2 separate regions of the Callithrix jacchus genome follow, and region 2 is linked to region 1. Evidence: chromatin contacts called from public Hi-C data. All regions are on one chromosome and are shown on one strand. Each heading gives the region's core, a stretch centred on a gene start, on an enhancer-like site or on the middle of the called end of the contact. The rest is flanking DNA. Distances are from core to core; before and after follow the strand shown.

Region 1 (5,302 bases), core at 1,873-4,372:
TCGGTCAGAAGGGGAACCCGTCCCGTTTACTCTGCGCCGAGCACTACTGCGCCAAGGTGCCGTCACAGCCGCTGCGCCGGACTCTGGTATTGTGCTGGGGGCCTGTGCGGGTCCTCCAAATGTGTTTACTCTGCTCCGAGAGCTGCTGCGCCGAGGTGCGGGCGGAACCGCTGCGCCGGCCATGAGAGTCACGCTGGCGACCCGTGTGTTTCCTCCACTGGGGGATCTTCTGCTCCGTGAGCAACCAGACTTTGTCTGAAAGTGTGGCGTCCTCTAGTTCTCCGAAATCCTTTTATTTGTGATGACAATTTTATACTTACAATAATCTTATGAGGTAGATATTATTTTTATCACTACTTTATAAAATAGAACACTTATACTTAGTGGGAGATTATATACTTGTCTGGGACATTTAGTTAGTAATTGAAGATTTGGACTTAAACCCAGGTTGATGTAATTCTAAAGACTTTGTCCTTATCACTGTAGCACACTACTTCCCTGGACAAAGGAGTCCATGATTTAAGGACTCAAGAATCCAGAATTCTCTTTCAAGTTCTAACACCAATAAGTCCAAATGATGTTGCAGAGACCATTCAATTTTAGTTTCCTATAATATAAGCCAGAGTCTGAGATTGCAGTTCACTGACTTTTTTCTGTCTATTCAAGTCTGGTTTTGAGCCCCTCTAGTGATTTTTTTATTACATATTTTTAAATTCTGGAATTATTATTATTTTTTTAATTGATATTCTCCATTTGGTAAGACATTGTTCATGTTTTCCCTTAATTCCATAGTTTCCATTGAACTTTTTTTTTGAGATGGAGTTTTGCTCTTTTTGCTTAGGCTCCAGTGCAATGGTGCGATCTCGGCTCACTGCAACCTCCGCTTCCTGGGTTCAGGCAATTCTCCTGCCTCAGCCTCCCGAGTAGCTGGGATTACAGGCACACACTACCATGCCCAGCTAATTTTTTGTATTTTTAGTAGAGACGGGGTTTCACCATGTCGACCAGGATGGTCTTCATCTCTTGACCTCGTGATACACCAGCCTCGGCCTCCCAAAGTGCTGGGATTATAGGCGTGAGCCACTGCGCCTGGCCTAGAGACAGGGTTTGATCATATTGATCAGGCTAGTCTCCAACTCCTGACCTCAGGTGATCTGCCGGCCTTGGCTTCCTAAAGTGCTGGAATTATAGGTGTGAACCACTGCGCCTGGCCTGAACACGTTTTTAATGGTTGATTTAGTATCTTTGTCTAGTAAGTCCAATATCTTGATTTCCTAACGGTCAGTTTCTATTACTGCTTTTTTCCCCAGTGTATGGACAGTACTTTCCTGTTTTTATTTGTGTCTCATCATTTTTTTTGTTGAAAACTGGACATTTTAGGTAATATAATGTGGCAACTTTAGAAATCAGATCTCCCTCTATAGTCCTAGAGTTTGTTGTTGTTGTTATTGCCTTTTTTGTGTTAGTGACTTTCCTAAACTCTTTAAAATCTCGATTCTTTGTTATGTGTAGCTACTGAAGTGTGCTCAGTTAGCTTAGTCCTCAGCTAAAGATTTGATAGGATTCCTTCAATGCCTTGAACTACTTACTACATTTCCCAGCCTTTGCTGAAGAGTTCCCTGTGTATGTTTGGGCACACCTTCAGCACTCTGGTAGTTTACAACTCTTAGCCTTCACTTCCCGTTTGTGTAGAACCTCAAGGACAGCCAGATGAGAGATTAGGAGCTTCTTGGGTTCTTCTTGGGTATGCACACAGTACTGCACATTTATAGATTCCCAGGGATATTTTGGAGTTTTAAAAACCCCCTATAGACATCTCATTCTCCAGAATTTTCTTTTAAGATTTTTTATTAAACTCTTATTTACCCAGTATGTATCGCTGCATCAGGCAGTTTGATGTTAAGCAGTTGCCACTGCTTTTATTTGAGAGATGCCTTGTGAAGAGGGTTGCTCACATTGAGCTACCTCTGAGTTACGTCAAATATAGTCTTGTGAATGGAACTTCTCTAGGGAGCTGCCAGACAAGTCAAGTAGTGGTAATTTTCTGGGGGTAGGGTATTTTTGAAGAGCTCCAAACAATTCTGACCCCTCTCTTTGCTTCTAAGCTTCTGATTTTCATATCTATTGTGGTGAGAAGGCTGCTGGTTTTTAAGTTGATCACATAGGTGGGGAAAAGGGATAGAAATAGTACAAGTTAAAAACCCCACAAAGCTTGCTACTTTTACTGAGACTCGGCTGTTGGTACAATTTGTTGGTTAATTTCCAAAATCCTGAAAAAGTTGATTTTGACAAGTTCTGCTAGTGTTCTCATTGTTTTGTGGAAGAACAGATTTTTGGAAGACTTTACTCTGCCATTTTGGAAGTCCTTTTCCACAGTTTAATTTATGGGAAAGTACAAACAACCACTGTGAAGGAAATGGTAAGTAGGAGAGTGAAAGCGAAAGCAGGGAGGCTAATGATGTAGCTAACTTGTACTAGAGTACTGGTGGTGGAAATGAAGAGAAGCTGAGGGATTTGGGATATGCTTGGTAAAGGGTTCAGTGAACTTTGTGAGTGAAAGGCACATCCTCATAACAATCATCTGTTATAGGTGGTGCTATCTATATTTTAAAGGTAAAGTAAGGTTCAGAGAAATTTAAGTAATTTGCCCACAGTTACAGAGTAGGAAAAAAATTAGAATGAGAACCTCTATTTAATCTAACTCCAAATTGTTTTAACATCTTTACATTCTGTCTCATGACATTAAAATCAGTTATGAGTCAAACACTGTATTTAGAATAAATATTAACAATTAAATTATCTTTTTTATGTAATTATTTTGCGTAATTTTAGTCTTGTTTTTAAGGAGATGAAAAGTTTTTCTGCTTTGTGTAGACAGTTGGAATGATAATCAGGAAAGGGGATTTTTTTTTTCATATGTAAGAAAGTGATGCTTTCTTTAAATTTAAGCAAAAGTTTATATTCTAACAATAGGAGATAAAAAAATATATTTACTTCTACCCTTCTAAGATCTTAGGTGAGGCCCCTATAACAAATGAGATTAGCAAGATAAAAGCATTTAAGTGAATTTAATATAAGTTTTACATGACACGAGAGACTTTACAAGGGAAGGAAGACCCAAATCAATAGTTAAGCCTGAGCATTTTTATCCTAGTTTGATAAGCAGTGGAAAATTGTGAAAAAATGTGACAGGACAATGTGGGTATAAGCTAGAGGTAATAAACTGGGGAGAAACTTATTAAGGCCCGTTTGGATTCTTCTCAGTATCCCTCTGTTTTCAGAGAGAAGGATATTCCTTTCCGTCAAGTTTAAGGACAGTGTTAGTACCTGCTTCAGAGGAAGGTCAGAGAGTTCTTCCAGCACTTACCGTTTCTCAAATTACTTCAGCTTAAAATATTTGATATACCTAGGCACCACATTTTGGAGTAGCTACCTGTTACTACCGTATGCTAAATCCATCAAAGGCAATTGGCATTTCTTCTCATGTTACGTTCATTACCAGAACAGTTGTTATTACCTATTATCTTTGGCAATAAATGGTTCATTGTTATTACATAGTTTATTATTTTATACGCCTTAAAGACATGATTTTATGACAGGCTTATAATTTGCATTTGAATCTGTGTTCAGGTCTTTTTGGTCAGTCTGTACATTGCATGTATATATATACACATATAAATTTTTTAAATTACCAAAGTAACTCAAAGATACTTTTGGAAAAATTTCAAACAATAAAAATTATATTCCCCTCTTGGCTTATTGCTCACTCTATTCCCCATTCCAGTCCCTAGAGTTAACTGTTTTTATTCGGTTTAAATATTTTTGGAGACATTTTACAATATATCTGTAACTTCATACACATAAACACATGTACTCACAGACATACCCCTACATACATCTTAAAGAAAAGGGATACTTAGAACAATTAAAAAATTGACAATTATCTATATGGAGTACAATGTGATGTTTTGATCTGTGTATACATTATGGAAGGATTCAGTCAAGCTAATTAACACATACATTGCCTTACCAAATTTATTTATTTGTTTTTATGGTGAGAACATTAAAAATCTATTTTAGCAGTTTTGAGTTATACATTTTTATTAACTGTGACCACCATGCAATTTAATAGACCACTAACATTTATTCCTCCAGTCTAACTGAAACTTTATATCCTTATCAACATCTTCCTAAAATGAGATACTTTTTAAATGTTAGATTTGCAGTGTGCTTATTTTTCTCTGGGCAGTTTACATGTAATTTATTTTTAACAGCTTCATAATATTTCATATTATAAATACACCAATTTAATATTTTTTAGTTTTTACTTAAAAAGAAAATAAAAATCTATAAGACGAGATTAGCCCTCGTTTGGTGGTTCTAGTGGGGGAGTGCAGCTCCTCCTATACCTTTCATCAGAGGACTGTCTTCCTCTGTGGGGGAAAATCATTGTCTTTTACTGAGTGTGCTGTTATAAGAGATGAGGTAAAAAAGTGATTGAAAAGTTTCTGTTACATGTGTCTTCTAAAGTACATGTTAGAAGACACAAAGATGTGTTTGTTTCTTTGTTTTTCAAGAAAAAAACCACAAAGAAAAGTGTTTTCTAACTGCCACCATTTGATTGGTAACTTTTCTATTTGGTATTGAAATGACTCTCTTCAGGCCACTGATCGTTGTTTGTTTATTTATTTATACATTTAGTTTTTATTTTACTATTGTTGATCAAAGAGGAGAATTACAGTTTTTCCAAAAGGGATTTTTCTCATAAATGTTAGCCTAAAGTGATGTTAGAATCCACAGCGTCTCCTTGGAAACCAGGCTTTTGTGGTATAGAAACAACTACTTTAAAATGGATGCTGTGTCCTTAGGAAGTGATTCAGGAGGTCTGGCAAGAAGAGAAGTCAAGCTGTGAAGGAAATTCAGAAAGGAGCTCAATTATTTATGTTTTCAGGTTTGTCATAATTTGTTTTAAGAATGTTTCATTCCAATTACTAAGTTATAAGCATATGTTAAGCAATAAATTTTATTTCCAACTCTCAGATAGTATGTGTATCACTAAGGAGTGTAGATGCATGTTTTTTTTGAGACAGAGTTTCGCTCTTGTTACCCAGGCTGGAGTGCAATGGCACAATCTCGGCTCACCGCAACCTCCGCCTCCTGGGTTCAGGCAATTCTCCTGCCTCAGCCTCCTGAGTAGCTGGGATTACAGGCACGCGTTACCATGCCCAGCTAATTTTTTGTATTTTTAGTAGAGACGGGGTTTCACCATGTTGACCAGGATGGTGTCGATCTCTTGACCTTG
Region 2 (5,302 bases), core at 2,024-4,523, 200 kb before region 1:
TGGGCGAGAGTGAGATCCTGACTCAAAAAAAAAGATCCAGTCCCTGCTTCTTTCTCTAATCGGGTGACAAACCATCCTGTTTTGCTGGAACTGGCCCAGTTTAAGCACTGAAAATCCCCCATCTCAGGAAACCCCTCAGTCCTGGGCACACAGGGCCACTTGGTCCCCATGGAAGGTCTTGATGGAAAGGGGAAGGGAAATACACACAAGAGATAATGATGAACACTAAGCTGCGGGCATATGACTCCATGTCTAATACAGAGGCCCCAAGGGACTCAGGACAGCAGTGCTATATGCACCACATCAGACCCTGCAGCAAAAAGAAACACCAAGAATACTGATCCTTCTTTATTTAAAAATGTGATATTTTGAGTCAGGTGCAATGGCTCACATTTGGGAGCATGAGGTGGGAGGATCACTTGAGCGCAGGCTGCCTCCCAAAATGCTGAGACTACAAGCGTGAGCCACCATGCCCAACCCAAAGCAGTTGTTGTTGTTGTTTTGTTTTGTTTTTGAGATGGAGTTTTGCTCTTGTTGCCCAGGCTGGAGTGCAGTGGCATGATCTTGGCTCACTGGAACCTCTGCCTCCTGGCTTCAAGCGATTCTCCAACCCCAGCCTCCTGGGTAGCTGGGATTACAGGCATGCACCATCACGTCTGGCTAATTTTGTATTTTTAGTAGAGACTGGGTTTCTCCATATTGATCAGGCTGGTCTCGAACTCCCGACCCCAAGTGATTGACCCGCCTTGGCCTCCCAGAGTGCTAGAATTACAGGCTTGAGCCACTGCACCCGGCGAGCAGTTTTTAATCTCATGTATGACAGTTATTTCTGTGTCAGACACACATAGTCATGTGTGCATTCCTCCTGGGCTGTGGGCCCCTTGAAACAAAGTTCATGTGTAAATACCATTTTATCATCAACAGAACTAGTGCAAAGCCCCCAAATGTGCCAGACAATCAGTGAATATTTGCGGAATTTGAGAATCAATAATAATTCCTAAGATATATTAAGTACCAGCCCTGAACTAAGCTTTAACTTTTAGAGGTAACTTGAATTTCTTTTCTTTTTTATTTTTTTAAGTTTCTTAACTTGCTTTAGTTGAACTTAAGTTTTCCTACCAAAAAAGGTAAGTCAAAGCATGGTGGCGCATGCCTGTAGTCCCAGCTACTCAGGAGGCTGAGGCAGGAGAATCACTTGAACCTGGAAAGCAGAGGTTACAGCGAGCTGAGATTGTACCATCGCACTCCAGCCTGGGTAACAAAGCAAGACTCTGTCTCAGAAACAGTTTTCCAAAAGGAACGAGGTCTTGCTCTCTCACTCAGACTGGAGTGCAGTGGCGTGATCATAGCTCACAGCAGTCTTGAATTCCTGGGCTCAAGCAATCCTCCCATTCCACCTCAGCCTCCCAAGTAGCTGGGACTACAGGTGCACACCACCCTGCCCAATTAATTATTTATTTTTTGTAGAAACTAGGTTTTGCTCTGTTGTCTACACTGGTCTCCCACTTTGACCTCCGAAAGTGCTAGGATTACAGGCTCCACCTTGTCGAGCCACGAACTCACACTGGACCCCAGGCAACTGGATTCTATTATCTGTGTGCCTAACCACCAGGCTGCACTGCCCAAGTCAAACTGACTCCTGCAGCCTCAGGCCTCAAACATCATCAGCTTGGTTTTCTTCACTTCAGAGATGAGGAACAGAGAGGTGCAAGTGTTAATAACAGTAGAACTAGGACCAGAGCTCTGGATTCCAGGCTCCCAGTCCAAGGGCAAGCACATTCTCGTGGTTGTCTCTCAAAGCAAGGCACCCTTGGGGAGCTTGCATGAGCTGCGAGGGCCTTCGAGTGCTATTTACTTAGCTAGGTGTGGACTCTGCCTGGCTCCTGGGCTATTGTCTGCACAGCAAATGTCACCCAGCCCCCAACCACAACCAAGGAATGGGAACAAAGACCAAAAAAAAACCAAAAACCATTCTTTTGCTGGTTTCAGACACCTTGACATGATTTTCAGTTTCTATCTAATAAAATGCAAATTACTGAAAGAAGGGGTCACTGAGTTTACTGAGAAGTGTCACATCCTAAAAGCAGTGGATTAGGCCTGGATCTTTTCCATGACTGGCCAACCTCCAGGACACAGGGCAAGGAATCTAGATTTGAATCCCAGTTCCATTAGCCGGGCATGGCGGCATGCACCTATAGTCTCAGCTATGTGGGAGACTGAGGTGGGAAGATCATGTGAACCTGGGAAGTAGAGGCTACAGTAAGCTGTGATGGCACCACTGTACTCCAGCCTGAGCAACAGAGTGAGACCCTGTCTCAAAAACATAAGACCCCAGTTCCACCACTGACTAATTTCATGGTCATGGGCTTAACTTCAGGGGGCCTCATTCTCCTCTGAGAAACGGAGCCAATTCCTAACTTGCAGGAACCAAAGAGAGATCAGATGCCAAGTGCTCACACAGTGCCTGGCACATGTCCAACACTCTTTAGCTATCCTTCCTAAAGTTGACTTATTTCAGACATCCTCATGTATGTCTCTCTGAAAATAAAGGGAACTTTAAAGTATAGAAGATAAAAACAAGGCTTACTGTTTTTCCCTACTCTGTCTTACCTGGCTTTTTCCTGGAAACGGGTTCCAAGAACTTTTAGAAGTAGAAAGTGGACAAATAAGAGAGATTTTAATCTGTAAAAACAACCCTACAGATTCCCTCTTTCTCAGGGAGGACACTGCCTGCAGCTGGAAGCTAATCCACTTAATCAGTAACTTTAGCTCCCTGATCAGTTTCCAACAAGCAGTTCCTGTTCTTGAACCAGGATATGCAAACATGGGCAGTTACTGGAAGAGAGGTTTCAGGGCCTCTGGGATTTCGTCAGCTGCTCACTCTCCCAGGAGAGCTGTGGGACCTGTCAAGCAGGTGGCCAAGGACAGAAGGCAAGCTAAACATTTCAAGGTCTACTGGGCCTCCCCCTTTTCAGCTTTTAATTCAGGCAGAACACATTTAAGAAATGCCAAGAAGGAAACAGTGTGGATTTATGGCTGCCAAGCCAAGTGGGGTGCAGAAAGAAAACAAGAGGAAATACAAAAGGTCGTCTACCTCATTTTTCAAAGTGAGGAGGCAGGACAGGTACACAGAGCATAGCCTTGTCCCATCTTTGGAGCCCTGGGTTCCATCCCAGCTCCTGATCCCAGAGATATCTCTCCTGGGCCTCCAAGGGAGATCAGTAACACTGTCCAAGCCCCAGAGACCTGAAGCGCTTTCCCAGGGAAGTGAAGGTGGTGAGTGTGTAAAATTTAAGGCCAAATGCAGAAATGGAGAAGGATATTCTCTCATTCTCTCTCTCTCTCTCTCTCTCTCTCTCTCTCTCTCTCTCACACACACACACACACACACACACACATCCTGTCTCCCATTTAAAAACAAAGTTATTGCCGGGCACGGTGGTTCAAGCCTGTAATCCCAGCACTTTGGGAGGCCGAGGCGGGTGGATCACGAGGTCAGGAGATCGAGACCATCCAGCTCAACATGGTGAAACCCCATCTCTACTAAAAATAAAAAAAATTGGCTGGGCATAGGGCACGTGCCTGTAATCCCAGCTACTCAGGAGGCTGAGGCGGGAGAATTGCCTGAACCTGGAGGCGGAGGTTGCGGTGAGCAGAGATCGCGCCATTGCACTCCAGCCTGGGTAACAAGAGTGAAACTCCGTCTTAAAAAAAAAAAAAGTTATTGATTAAGGTTAGGTGCAGTGGCTCATGCCTGTGATACCAGCACTTTGGGAGGCCAAGGCAGGTAGATCACCTGAGGTCAGGAGTTCGAGACCAGCCTAGCCAACATGGTGAAACCCTATCTCTACTAAAAGTACAAAAGTTAGGTGGGTGTAGTGGCAGGCAACTGTAATCCCAGCTACTTGGGAGGCTGAGGCACAAGAATTGCTTGATCCTGGGATGTGGAGGTTGCAGTGATCTGAGATCACACCACTGCCCTCCAGCCTGGGTGACAGAGCAAGACTCCATCTCAAAAAAAAAAAAATTATAGATATCTTTATAAAGGAAGTGTTGAAGGGGCTGGAGTGAATGTAGGAAGGAGACAAGGGATAAGAGTTAAAATAAGTATCTACAGAAATCTAGAAGGATCTTCTTATACTGACTTGGGGACAGTAGCAGGTGTTAAGGCTGAATATATTTTTTTCTTTAGTTTCAAGTCATTTTTAGTACCAGATGAACTATTATTGCTTTCTTGAAATTCTGTCTCAGGTGCAGGTGGCATCTGGCTTCTTTGGCAGGGAAAAGAGGCAAGAAGAAAAGAAGCTAAATTTTGTGCAAACTCTTACTCATCCTTCAAAGCCCATTTGAATATCCTCTCCTTTATAAAGTCTTCCCTGATGGCCCTGGGGAGCCAAGCATCTTTCTCTTTCCTCAGTATCACCACTTAGGGATGGTTACAGTTACATTGCATTGGAACTATTTGCATGTCTCTCTCCTCTTCTGGATTCTGCTCCCCTGAGAGCAAGATAAAGGCAGCACAGTGTTCAGGATGAATTCATGACTCCAAATCCAAGCTTTTCTGGCAGTGGTTATGATCACGATGCTAGAAATATCAGTTTATTGCAGTTGTAATGGCTAATCATACTCAGCTTCTGGACACCAAATAAAAAAACACTGAATGCAAATGATTGAACACAGGTAAAGGGTGGTGAATTTCAGGAGAACCTCAAGTCTGCACAAAAGCAAATTGTTCTCCTCCCTCTTATGCTGGTACCTGAGAGAGTGTGGGACACTGCCTTCTACCTTGGTCAAGATTAGAGGAGTCCCTTTATTTTTTATTTATTTTTTTGAGACAGTTTCTCCCTTGTTGCCCAGGCTGGAGTGCAACGGCACGATCTCAGCTCACCACAGCCTCTGTCTCCTGGATTCAAGTGATTCTCCTACCTCAGCCTCCAGAGTAGCTGGGATTATAGGCATGCACCACCATGCCCGGCTAATTTTTTATATTTTCAGTGGAGATGGGGTTTCACCATGTTGGCGAGGCTGGTTTCAAACTCCTGGCTTCAGGTGATCTACCTGCATCACCCTCCCAAAGTGTTGGGATTACAGGAGTGAGCCACTGCCCCAGGCCAGAGAAGTCCCTTTAGAAAGCTGTGTTTTCTTCCTTGACATGTACAAGTTAAAAAAAAAAAAAAAAGAAAATGGTGTTTTCGGCCAGGTGCAGTAGCCCCCCCCCCAAAAAAAAAGGCTTGGGGAAAATCACTGAAAACACAGTTTTCTTTCCTTTTTTTTTTGACTATGTTGCCCAGCTGGAGTTCAG

The links. Hi-C and Micro-C count contacts between places; a contact is called where the count stands out from the background.
Region 2: a contact with region 1 is called in a Hi-C map of induced pluripotent stem cells, with 6 times the contacts expected there. The contact joins two enhancer-like sites. A contact is called at or near these places in 3 of 3 Hi-C or Micro-C datasets (induced pluripotent stem cells and skeletal muscle).

What each region holds. Positions count from the first base shown.
Region 1 is chr1:199,304,886-199,310,187 of calJac240_pri, reverse strand. The region is part of intron 1 of TTC28 (tetratricopeptide repeat domain 28); the gene reads left to right. Among named protein-coding and RNA genes, the nearest start is that of TTC28, 65 kb to the left of the region's middle. Within about 2 kb of position 3,122, at least 3 of the 16 cell types and tissues checked have an H3K27ac peak or open chromatin away from gene starts, as enhancers often do.
Region 2 is chr1:199,500,277-199,505,578 of calJac240_pri, reverse strand. The region is part of intron 1 of ZNRF3 (zinc and ring finger 3); the gene reads right to left. Among named protein-coding and RNA genes, the nearest start is that of ZNRF3, 14 kb to the right of the region's middle. Within about 2 kb of position 3,273, at least 6 of the 16 cell types and tissues checked have an H3K27ac peak or open chromatin away from gene starts, as enhancers often do.